Linked DNA regions of Mus musculus: region 1 is linked to region 2. The links are chromatin contacts, called in public HiChIP or PLAC-seq maps. All regions are on one chromosome and are shown on one strand. Each heading gives the region's core, a stretch centred on a gene start, on an enhancer-like site or on the middle of the called end of the contact. The rest is flanking DNA. Distances are from core to core; before and after follow the strand shown. Region 1 overlaps Wdr78 (WD repeat domain 78). Region 2 holds the start of Tctex1d1 (Tctex1 domain containing 1).

What was found. HiChIP or PLAC-seq counts read pairs in DNA pulled down with a chosen protein or histone mark.
Region 1: a contact with region 2 is called in a BATF HiChIP or PLAC-seq map of CD8 T cells, with 13 read pairs. The contact joins the enhancer-like site here to the promoter of Tctex1d1 in region 2. A contact is called at or near these places in 5 of 39 promoter capture datasets (3T3-L1-derived adipocytes, hippocampal neurons, macrophages and 2 more), 2 of 15 datasets of contacts at CTCF or cohesin (CD8 T cells and the NIH/3T3 cell line), 9 of 484 Hi-C or Micro-C datasets (CD4 T cells, CD4 single positive thymocytes, CD8 T cells and 6 more), 4 of 115 datasets of contacts at active chromatin or transcription factors (CD8 T cells, double positive thymocytes, embryonic stem cells and 1 more) and 3 of 9 other capture datasets (adipose tissue, liver and pancreatic islet).

Annotation. Positions count from the first base shown.
Region 1 is chr4:103,037,292-103,043,039 of GRCm38.p6, reverse strand. It overlaps Wdr78 (WD repeat domain 78), which reads left to right. Exons shown (of 17, transcript NM_146254.4): 17 at 3,699-4,975. The coding sequence ends at 3,749. Among named protein-coding and RNA genes, the nearest start is that of Insl5, 13 kb to the right of the region's middle. Within about 2 kb of position 3,774, at least 36 of the 459 cell types and tissues checked have an H3K27ac peak or open chromatin away from gene starts, as enhancers often do. A contact at or near this core is called in CD4 single positive thymocytes, CD8 T cells, DN2 thymocytes and 6 more, where this site is marked.
Region 2 is chr4:102,983,661-102,989,062 of GRCm38.p6, reverse strand. Tctex1d1 (Tctex1 domain containing 1) reads right to left here and starts at 2,684. Exons shown (of 5, transcript NM_001163767.1): 1 at 2,477-2,684; 2 at 390-507. The coding sequence starts at 490. Gm12709 (predicted gene 12709) reads left to right here. Exons shown (of 4, transcript NR_040444.1): 2 at 4,946-5,134.

The DNA of each region.
Region 1 (5,748 bases), core at 2,525-5,024, 53 kb before region 2:
CAAGAGTGGACTTGTACGCGCCCGACTCGCCAGCAAGAACGACACCACAAAAGGATCATTCTGCACATGTTTATTGGGAGAGCTGGACTACATAGGTGAAAGACCCTGAGCCCAGAAATGGCGCTGCTTATATAGGCCTAGGAGTGACGCGTCCATACCTGATTGGTTATGCTACCAGTACCTCATTAATATGCATCGGGCCAGGCAGTGACTCAGCAAAAAACTCTTATGCACATGCGCACATTGGTTGTTTACCCATAATCATGGGCGTCGGCTTATAGAAACCAGTGCCATCTTGTAATGGCGTTTGCGGCTTCCCACAGGACTGGATAAATGAAATATACCACTTTACCACTTTCATATGGATCTCTACAAATACAGAAACTTGATGATATGTATATTACTATCATAATCGGACAAATTTTAGGTAAGTGTATAAGAGGAATACTCGGGGGAGGAAGGGTGTAAGTTTAAAATCAGAGTAGGATCCATGGTGAGCTTCAGTCCAGTCTGTCTACAGAGCTGAGACCCTATTTCGGCAAATAGAAACTGCACACATGCATGCATGCATGCATGCACACATGCACACATGCACTTGAAATAAGAAACAAACAAAAAATTCCTATCTTTACTGAACACATAGCTAGAGAAGTATGATATGGTTCATTTTTATATTTGAATATTTATTGACTAGAACCATCTTTTAATTAGAATAGTATGTTCTACAAACAGAAATTAAACTTGAAAGGGTGTGAATGGTTTTAAATAAATTATTATCTGTGTGCTTTGATGATTTCAAGGCTTGTGAGCAAATTTTTCTGTTGATAAATGTGTGCCGTACATTAATGAGTATATTTTCATGATTGTAGTCACTGCCTTTAAAAGGTTTAGTGATATTTCTGTGAGCATAATTTAGCCCTCCTTTTCCATTAACAGTTTTAACCCCAGTAACAAAATGAAGCACTTCTTATCAAGAGACATCGGAGCTGAAGGGGTCTGTAACCCTATAGGAGGAACAATAATATGAACTAACCAGTACCCCCAGAGCTCATGTCTCTAGCTGCATATGTAGCAGAAGATGGCCTAGTTGGCCATCATTGGGAGGAAAGGCCCTTGGTCTCATAAAGATTATATGCCCCAGTACAGGGGAATGCCAGGGCCAGGAAGCAGGAGTGGGTGGGTTGGGGAGCAGGGCTGGGGGAGAGTATAGGGGACTTTTTGGGATAGATTTGAAATGTAAATGAAGAAAATATCTAATAATAAATTTGTCTAAAGAGAGAGAGAGAGAGACATGATCAATAACTTTTTCCAATAACTTCAACCAAGAGTGTGTCAGAGGTTTGGAAGGCGTATGGGTTTATCTGTAGGAAAGATGTATACCACATTTCTAAAGCTGCTTTCGGGAAGTGACCACAGGGAGAAGCACGGGATGAGGAAGGTCTACAAAGGCAACTTCAGGGCCATCAAGCCAGCTCAGCAGCAAGCCTGGTGACCCGAGTTCAATTCCTTGAACCCATGGGAGGATGGAAGGAGAGAACTGACTCCATAAAGCTGCTCAGTGATTTCCACACTGACAGCCTGGCATGTGCACATACACATACACATGTGCATCTCCCTGTATAGGAAAGGTTTGTTTCTTTTATTAAAAAAAAAAATGTACACGCCAAAGTGACCTTTGTTGATTTGGTGTGTATGTAGTGTGTGTGTGTGTGAGTGTGTGTGTGTGTGTGTGTGTGTGTGTGTGTGTGTGTGTGTGTGTGTGTATGTGAGATGTAAGTGGGGAGGGCATCAGAGACTCACTCCTACTGATGCTGGAGCTAGATTGGCAGTCAGCAACTCCTGTCTCTGGCCACCCACAGTGCTGGGGTTACAGGCACTCACAGGACTACATCCAGCTTTTTATGCAGGTGCTAGGGATTTGAACTCAGGTCCCCATGCTTATGAGGTGATTGCTTTTCCCCTGGAGAGCCTGAGCTGTCTCTCCAGTCTGTATTCATTGATTATTTGGGTATGTATTTTGTAAACAAAGAAAGTTAAACCATGCAGCCCTTGTGCCTTGTGCTCATTGGATTGCTTTTGGACCCCATGTTCTTTCTCTCACTGCCAGTCAACATCTGTGGGCTTCTTCAGGAGAAGGGTTTTCATTCTTGAGTTCTGAGAGCTTGAAGTGGAATGATTTCTAACATTTCGGTGCTTCCTAGAGGACTCCAGCGTAGGAGATAATACAAGGCCGAAGGGTGGCTCCAGCCCTGGCCCAGCAAATGGACTCTGGTTAGCAGTAATGTAAGCAAACGCCATGGTCCACATCTTGAGAACTAAAAGGCTGAAGTAAGTATAGCCAAGGTGTAAAAGAACAGAGAAAGGTTTATTAGCCACAGAAAACAAAGAGAACACAGGAGTTATTGCCAAAGCAGTGCCCATCTTGCTTAATGGCTAACAGGTTCCTGTCTGACAGAAACATGAGACCAGGTCCAGGGCTTGCAATTATAACTTTTTAGTACAGCTAACCTTTGGTAGTATGTACTAACCATTATCTTTTGTGACAGCAGAAACACCAGCCCTTTCCTTCACATGATGATGGTTGATCGCTGGGTGGCTTAAGTTTTGCTTTAAAGAGTTAGAGTTTGGAAACTCAGTGGAAGTTAATTCATTGGGCCTTTTAGGAAAAACCTTTTCCATGGCTAGTCTGTAGAGAGTACTCGTATATACTTCATTGACTACTATGGCAGATATTTGCCATATATATATATATTTTTTTTTTTGCTTAATGTGTGTGTGTGTGTATGTATAAACTAAAGGAGAATATTTCAATGGTAGAATGTTTAAAAAATATAGACATGTAATAGAGTACTGTTGAAAGCTATGAAGGCATTCTTTGATTGGTCAGATCATGCACAGCATGACTGTGTCTGTCTTAGGGACTCAGGATACATCACTGAGCAAACTACAGGACTGATCCATTTCATTAGCCCGAGTGAGAGACAGATTTGAAAAGCACGTGGAGGCTGGCTCCGGCTGGGCTTGTTAAGTGGAAACTGCAGAACGAGGAAGTGCCAGAGGCAGCAAGTGCAGTACAAGCCAGAGGATGGGAAGTGACTTCTGAGATACAGGGGCTGTTAGTGTTTAGCACTTAGGAATGGTTGGCATTTCCATCTCCCATCATCTTCAAGTTTTCTCAGGACCCTTTCTGCCGTGTGGTAGAGAAGACATGGCTTGACTGCTTGGTCTACTCTACGTTTTTTTCTCCCCCTCCGCCTCATCCGTAGTTTTCACCCTCTTCTATGTGATCATCTCGTGGTTTTCTAGTACAAATAAGTATCAATACGTGAAAATACAAACCCACATGGAAATGAAGAAGTCAGCCACGGACAGGTCAGGAAGTGCAAGCGAGGAAGCTCAGGCTGAGGCACGGAGGGCAAACAGGAGGTGCTGCTAACCCTGTCTTTCCATAAAATCCCTGTAAAAATGTTTGTCCAGCTTCATAAAAAGAGGCATCCCCTAGGAAAGCAGCTTTATGCCAGGAAGCCACTGTCATTATTTAAGCCTTGCTCTGCTGCTCTCCTCTTTTACAGTCTTGTTGGGTACGCATTAAAGGCGGACATCTAACTTACAACTTTCAAATGGCATTTTAACGACAGCTTTACTGTTCAGGTTGGATTTTATTGTATTGTAATTGTGTGGTTTTCCTTCCTTTTCAGGGAGACGTAATCAACATTCTGCTTGGGCCCAAGACAAACCACACAGGATGATCTGTCACTCTCCTTACGCTTTGTTCTTCTCTAACGGAAAGGGACCAACATCATCTGCTGTAAGCTTAAGAGTCTGACTTGAAGAGAGCAGTATGTAGGCTACAACTTCCATTCCAATTGACTTAGCTTTTATTTCAGAAACAAGGGATTAGTTTGTAATTTAAGATAAGCTAAAGATTTGTGCTGGGATTGTCTTAATTTTCTAAAGATATTTCTGTTCCACTTCTTGGTCATATTTAAAATACTTATTAGCAAGTATGTATACCTATAAAATATCCCAATAGCTTAGAAAATGGCTTCTTAAAAAATTCAGACACTTTGAGGATTACTTAAGACACAGTCATTAGAAAACACAATTCCAACAGTGTCAAACTAACTTCCCAAGCTTGGCTTTGGGGGCTTCCAACTGCACTGCCACCTCGGGGAGCACAGTGAGCACTCACACGGGACTCAGAACATCAGTGCTCCCCACTTAAACCTGAGCCTGAAACTACAGAACTTTGTCCCACCGATTGGCAAGCTACAGGACAGAACAACAGATATAAGCATCACATATGCTGGCTAGCCAGCATCCCACTTATCTGTCAGCAGGGGAACAATAATCCGAAATGCATTGCTAGCTTCCTCTCAAAGGACCAGAGTCATCTGCAGAGTCAAATGCATTGAGGCCAGACTTAAATTGTCTTAGAAAGAAAACAGAAGGTCTCAGACATACAGACCAGGTCAGGGTGTTTTCTAAAGTAGTCTAGACAGAGACTGGGCAGTAAGGGTGGGTATACACCCACACACACACAACCCCCCACACACACCCACACAGACTTGGAAGGGGTTATCCATGTGGGTCACCCTAACTAGTGTTCAGGTGTTGAATGGGGCCATAGGGCGTGACAGCCTTTTCTGTAAGGTGTTTTGAGTGGAGGAAAGAAGCCAGGGTGTGTAAATTTCACAAAAAATTTGGAGATCTTTTGTGTCTATGGTGGTGATAAGAGTCCACAGGGCAGTGAGAACTACCTACTACGCATAGCCATTGCTTCATGGTCTCCATTTCTTTGGAGCTATGTGTTAGACAAAAGCAAGGCGATTTTAGCTGGCTCTTGGGTTTAGGCCAGGTCATAAAGATTAGATATTTTCTGCTGGCGTAAGTCACTGTGGTTGGCTTTCTAAAAAATATTAAACTGTGTTACTTTGAGTAAGAAAAATAAAAATTTGATTTAGTTGAAAATGTATTCATTTTATTTTAATTCCTTTTAATTTATATTTTTTTCTCTTGTCTTCATCAAGCCTAGCTGAGAAATAAAGGCATTATTTTGGACCCTGGACAACTGATCTCAGGATTGGACCTACTCTACTTCATTTTTTTTTCTCTAGATGATGCAGGCTTAAGTGATTGTTTCCTATGTGTAGACTGGAGAGTGTTTGTGTGTTTTATATTGAGGGATTTCACAGGGAATTTCTTTGCCTGTTTTCTAGAATAGCTTTGGTTCCTTATAGTAAACTCCATCGTATGGGAATCCTACCCATGCCTTAGTCATCCCACCTGTAAGTACATATGCACATGTGTGTGCAGTTCGGAACAGCAAGAGTGATGACTAAGGTCCAGCACCAGGCAGTCGTTACTTAGGCTGGTCGCTCTCCATGAGGCATCTCTCAGGCAGAACTTGCAGTTATCTGAGCCTGCTGTTTAGCTAGCCATACTGCCAGCCAATGGAAGAAAGGACAATGCATTCTCCACAATGTGTAATTATGCATCATATTTAACATTCATTTGGCTTACTTCTAAACAATTATGTATAGTTACAAATGAGAAATTAGAACACTTAGTATCTGCCTTTTTGTCTCAGGAGTGCAGTTAAAAGAAAATGTTGAAAGTTTAGTTATCAATATGCTAATAATAATGCATATTGAAGCTCTTCACAATTCACATCCAATAGCTCTGTTTATTTATCTTAAGAATCTTGAGACAAGTCGAACAAATTGTTACAACAATAGTATCCCTTTC
Region 2 (5,402 bases), core at 1,435-3,934:
TTTAAAGTGGTGTTTGTGTATGTATGTATGTGTGTGTGCATGTCCTCAGGTGACCATGGAAGCCGGAGACATTGGGTCCCACTAAAACGGCAGTGGAAGGTGGCTGTGAGCTGATGTGGGTGCTGGGAACTGAGTTTGGCTCTTCTGGCAGACCAGTGCGTGCTCCATTTCTCCAGCCTGATTCTTTTTTACTTTTGAGCTTCGTGTTTATGTTTGTTTCTTTTCCAGATTGAAGACTGTAGTGTGTTGAATGAGAATGTTGCTCAGAGGCATTCGAACCTCTGGCCCCCAGCTGGTGGCAGTGTTAGGGGGAGGTTGAGGAGGTCTGGCCTTTGGTGGAGGAGGCCTGTCACTGCTGATGGGACTTTGAGAGCTAAGGCCATACTCACACGTTGTTCTCTCTGCTCTGTGCCTGTGCTCCATGACGTAAGCTTTCAGCACCCTGCTCCAGCCGCTGTGCCTGCTGCTTGCTCCCATGTGTCTGTGCCATGATGGATAGTTACCCCTCTGGAACCACAAACTCAGATAAACCTGCCCTTCTATAAGATCAAGGTGTTTTAGCACAGCAACAGAAAAGGAAATAACTCAAGGATAGGAGGTAGGGCTTCCCTGAGGCTAAGCAAGCCCCTTACTCATCCTAAAGAGCCAAGGTCTGATAGTTATAGGTTAGCATGTGAGAGACTGGACATGGAGAGCTGGAAGAGAATATGGAGCCAGGCAGTGGTGGCACATGCCTTTAATCCTAGCACTTGGGAGGCAGAGGCAGGAGGATTTTTGAGTTCAAGGCCAGTCTGGTCTACAGAGTGAGTTCCAGGACAGCCAGGGCTATGCAGAGAAACCCAGAAAAAAAAAAGAAAAGAAAGAGAATACAGAAAATTTAAAATATATTCCTCACTTGAGTGATGGGTGACTTAAGAGGTATTAACAGTGGTTGCAGCATGAGCAAGAAACATGGAAGTATAATATGGGCTAGTTATATTTTCCTTTTACTTTTATTTTCTGTGTTATTTTTATTTTTGGTAGCTGGATCTTTAGTCTACAGGTATGTCTGTGTGAGTCATGCGAACTCTTGGTGCCCACAGAGGCCAGAAGAGGGTGTCAGATCACTTGGGGCTGTGAGCTGCCTTATAGGTGCTGGGAAGCAAACCCTGGTTCTTTGAAAGAGCAGCCAGTGTTTCTTGCACTGAGTTATCCCTCTAGCCCCTTGGTACAGTTTTTAGAAATTGAGGAGTTCCTATATTTTAAAAGCATGGGCTTATCAATGAAGTCCAGAACACTGGCTTACACAAAGAGGCTCGAGGCATTTGTATTGCTAAAGACAAGCACGTGATCTGCTTATTAAATGCATTTAAGCTTTCAACTGCAGGCATAAATACAATAAACATATTGGCTACATGTCCCAACACTACAAGTGGATGAAGTCCAGTTCTGTGATCCAACCTGCCGAGCTAATCCTTTCCGACACCTAGTCTCATTGCCTAGAGAATGCTGCAGTCAATCTTATCTTAATTAATTGAGACAGTGTCTTGCTGTGCAGTGCTGACTGGCTTGGGGTTTGCTCGGTAGACGAGGCTGGCCTCCAACTCTCTGTGATCCTCCCCACCTTTGTTCCTCAAGTACTGGCATCAGGCATGTGCTGAGAATCTGATCTAAAAACTGGTGTAAGCATTCAACAAACACATTCACAGTAGGGGAAAAGAGAAAAGAGAAGTATATCTTATATAAAGGTATTTTAAAATCAAAATATGTATAGTTTCATGTAAAAATCCAGGCTGTGCTTGGAAGTACATGAGCTACTTTTGAGGACAGAATTGTATTCAGGTTTCTTGAAATAAGAGTTACTGTTGAGAACAAACATAAATTCCTGGGCTTTGTAACTGGTGGCCACCCATGTCCATAAGAGGGCCTTCAGGAAGGATGGGGAAGCGCGTCATTAAAGTCATGTGCTGCCCTCTAGTGGATAGATAGACATTGCAGTGCACAGAGAAAAGAAGGCTATAGGTTCTGTGGGTTTTTTTGTTTTTGTTTTTTTTTAATTTTTAAAAAAGCTTTTAAACAAAAATTTATGGCCTATGATGTGTCAGAGTCCAGAGTGATGGTCACACAAAAGATGCATTTAAAATTAAATATGCTCCTGGAATATGATATATAGAGAAAGATACAATATACAGAGACTTGCTTAACTGGGGACTAAGACTATCTATGGATTTTTTTTCCCCTTCTGATTATGTTTAAAACCTAAAGCATGCCAGCTCATTTCCTAGCAGTAAATGGTGCGTCTTTGTGGAAGTCATGCAGTTTCATGATATCTTATCCCAATTGGCCTATCTTTTTAGAAGGCTATAGTGGAAACAGAAGTTGAAAACCTTCACAAATTAAAGAAATGAGAAAACAGTAGAAGGTATCGTCTTGTGGGAAGCTTTTTTTTTTTCCCCAAGAGTAAGGGTGTTTTTCGAAGGACACAGAATATACCTACCTCCCATGAACAGTCAAGCCCTGGACTGACAGATGTAAAACCTAGCACAGGAGACTGGCAGAACAATCATAGGTGTGGGTAAAAGCGCAGGGCCAGCTCTTGACGTGGTGGGCTACTGTTCATCTGAGAGGAACGGAACTGATGGTCAAGGCCAGACGATAGACATCTCCTGCAGGGCCTGAAGGAGGCATGGTTTCAAAGCCACACTGCAATCAGGAGAGGTGATGCTGGATGTGTTTGAGGCCTGGCTATGTCACATGACTGTGACGTCATTAACGAGGGGTGTGGCCAGCCCTGCCATATTTCCAGTGCAGAGGAAACCCTTACTCTCCTCCTTGTTCTTCCTTCCTTCTTCTCCCTTCCTTTCGTTTTTGGAATAGATGCAAATGGACTTTTTCAATAAGAAAGCTAAAATAAAGCTTGCTTTGTACCAAACACTTGAATAAACACTTTTCCTAGGTTGTAAATTCATCTTACAAGTCACTCCGGACTTACTATATAATGGACTTGTAAGCAGAATTTATTTTAGAGCAAAAAAGACTTAATTACTTAAGAATTCACATAATGCAATAATAACTGCTCACTCACTGATCAAAATAGTCCATGAAGGACAGTTTTGTGCGCAGGTGCTGTTCTGTCTTTGAGATGTCATACTAGGAGATATGAAAGGAATTAAGCTGTCTGCCTCTACAGAACTTAATGTTTTATTTTTATTTTATTTATTTATATATTATTAATGTCCAGATGATGTGTGCACTAAACAGCTGGATCTATTTTTATTCTCACTGCCCTCAGCAATGTTTGCTATTCTGTCTGCCAGCATTTTGCTATCAGCACGGGTGTAGAAGACACCTTGCTCTAAGTTACGCATCTCTGGTTTTCCAGTGTGCTTGTGTAGCTCTTCTTACTCTGCTTGGCCTTTAGACTCCCCTTGTGGGCACTGCCATCTCCTCTGACTCTATTTAAAACTGGCTTCCCCTTTTATTGTTAACATGCAACGCTATACCTGTGGATAGATATTCTAGCAGTTCTCTAACTATATTATTATATACGTTGTGAAAATACTTCATTTTGTTGATGTTCTACTTACCAAAAAAGTTTTAGTTTTCTTTTGTGGTTTATGTTTTCGTGTTGGGATTCGTAGTGTGTAATTACGACCCCAACGCTTGGGAGGCTGAGGTGGAGGCGTATGGATTCAAGATTCAAGGAGAGGATGGGGCGGTGGCAGCAGTGCTGGTGGTCTGTAGTGCGTGGGGGCGGGGCTTCCTTACTCGCAGTCCAGACAGGCTCTCCTATGCTTTTTTCTACCTGCTTTACGCTTTCCAGCTTCCCATTCTCTGCCTTCCTTCTGGACTATGCCTGTGTAAATGGTACCAGGTACCAGACCTGCTTCCTCTCTAAAACCATCTGTCAGACACAAGAACTAAAAGCCCTCAAAAATCCAAGGCTATAGTGGCTCTTTTCTCAGAGCTAAGGGGGCAGTTGTGAGGATTACTGAAAATTCCAGGCCAGTCTGATCAACATATTGAGTTACAAGCTAGCTTGTCTTAAACAAACAAACAAACAACAAACAACAAACAAAAACAAAAACCCCCATCATTTCCCCATTTATGGAAATAACTTTAGGTAAAATAGAATTTCCTCTATTCAATATATATATTTTGTCTGAGAAGCACATCGAGGCTGTCACATTTTCCTGTGGTTTCACTTGGAAAGTGACATTTTATCTTCTCCAAGTCTCTCTCTCACTCTCTCTGTCTCTCTGTCTCTGTCTCTCTGTCTCTCTCTCTTTCTGGGACTACGCTGCATTTCAGCTCGATGCAAACTTCAGTATAACACATGCTATCCCTTTGGTATTCTGTCTCCTAGCCTTTCCCATCAGGGATCCAAAGAAAGGATAGCCCAACCTAATTTCTGATGCACAGGCTCATGGCTTGGAATCCTGGAATAAATTAGTCCATGTCAATTTACTTGGCCCTGCTTGTTTACCTGAGCAGGTTTGCAGGTTTGCACAAAGTTCACGAGGGTTGCATTTTCCATCATTCACTGAAATACCCAGTGGACTGTGAAGGAGTTCCCAAGTAGCTCTCAGTTTGCTGGAACAGCAGTGATCTCTACGCTAGACCCCTCTGGTATTCTGCACGCCTAATACATGACACAGTAGCTGACGGGTACTAGAGGCTCCCTGGATCTTGAGTAAATAACACAGGGAAGTCAACATAGTGTGGCTGACCTGCTGTGCTGGGTGCCTTCAATACAGTTCTGTGGGGAATGGTGGGGTCCACACATGGTTTTTGTTCTGTGGCATCGTGAGAACTTTGCTTTGAGGCAAAAGAAAGACCGTTTAGTCTTTGTTCTTTGCCCAAACCCACAGTAGAGCTGCTAGCTTTGGAGCTAATATGTCCAGATAGCTTGCCGCATTAGCTGGAGAAAGTGACTCAACCTTGTGCCTTCTGTTTCCATTTTAAGGACCAGTGATGACAGCATCTGTGCAAATGCTGTTCAATGTCTACCTGAGGGTGAGGTTCCAGCAAGTAAACCATCAGCATGAATGCCTGCCTGGACTCATGCGTGAAAAACACAAGATCTCAGTGAACAAGGGAGCCATGTGCAAATTACACACGGATTTGCCACTTTCTGTGCAATGAAAATATGCAGGTAATAAAAGACTTCTTTCTATTTGCTATCTTGGTGGTTTTAACATCTCAACCTGCTTGAGCTGCTGTTTCTTTATTTGGAAATGGGGATGATGCCTGCACCTGTTTAGTAGAGAAGATGTTGACCAACATTTCTGGAAGAGGTCCAAGAGTGGGACTTTGGGGTTTGCCTGCCCTATGCTTTCTGTTGCTGCTGTGGGTAGACGCTGCTGCTGCTGCGATCGCAAAGCCGCTGGAGACACTGCATTGAGCAGGCAGGCCATGCTCTA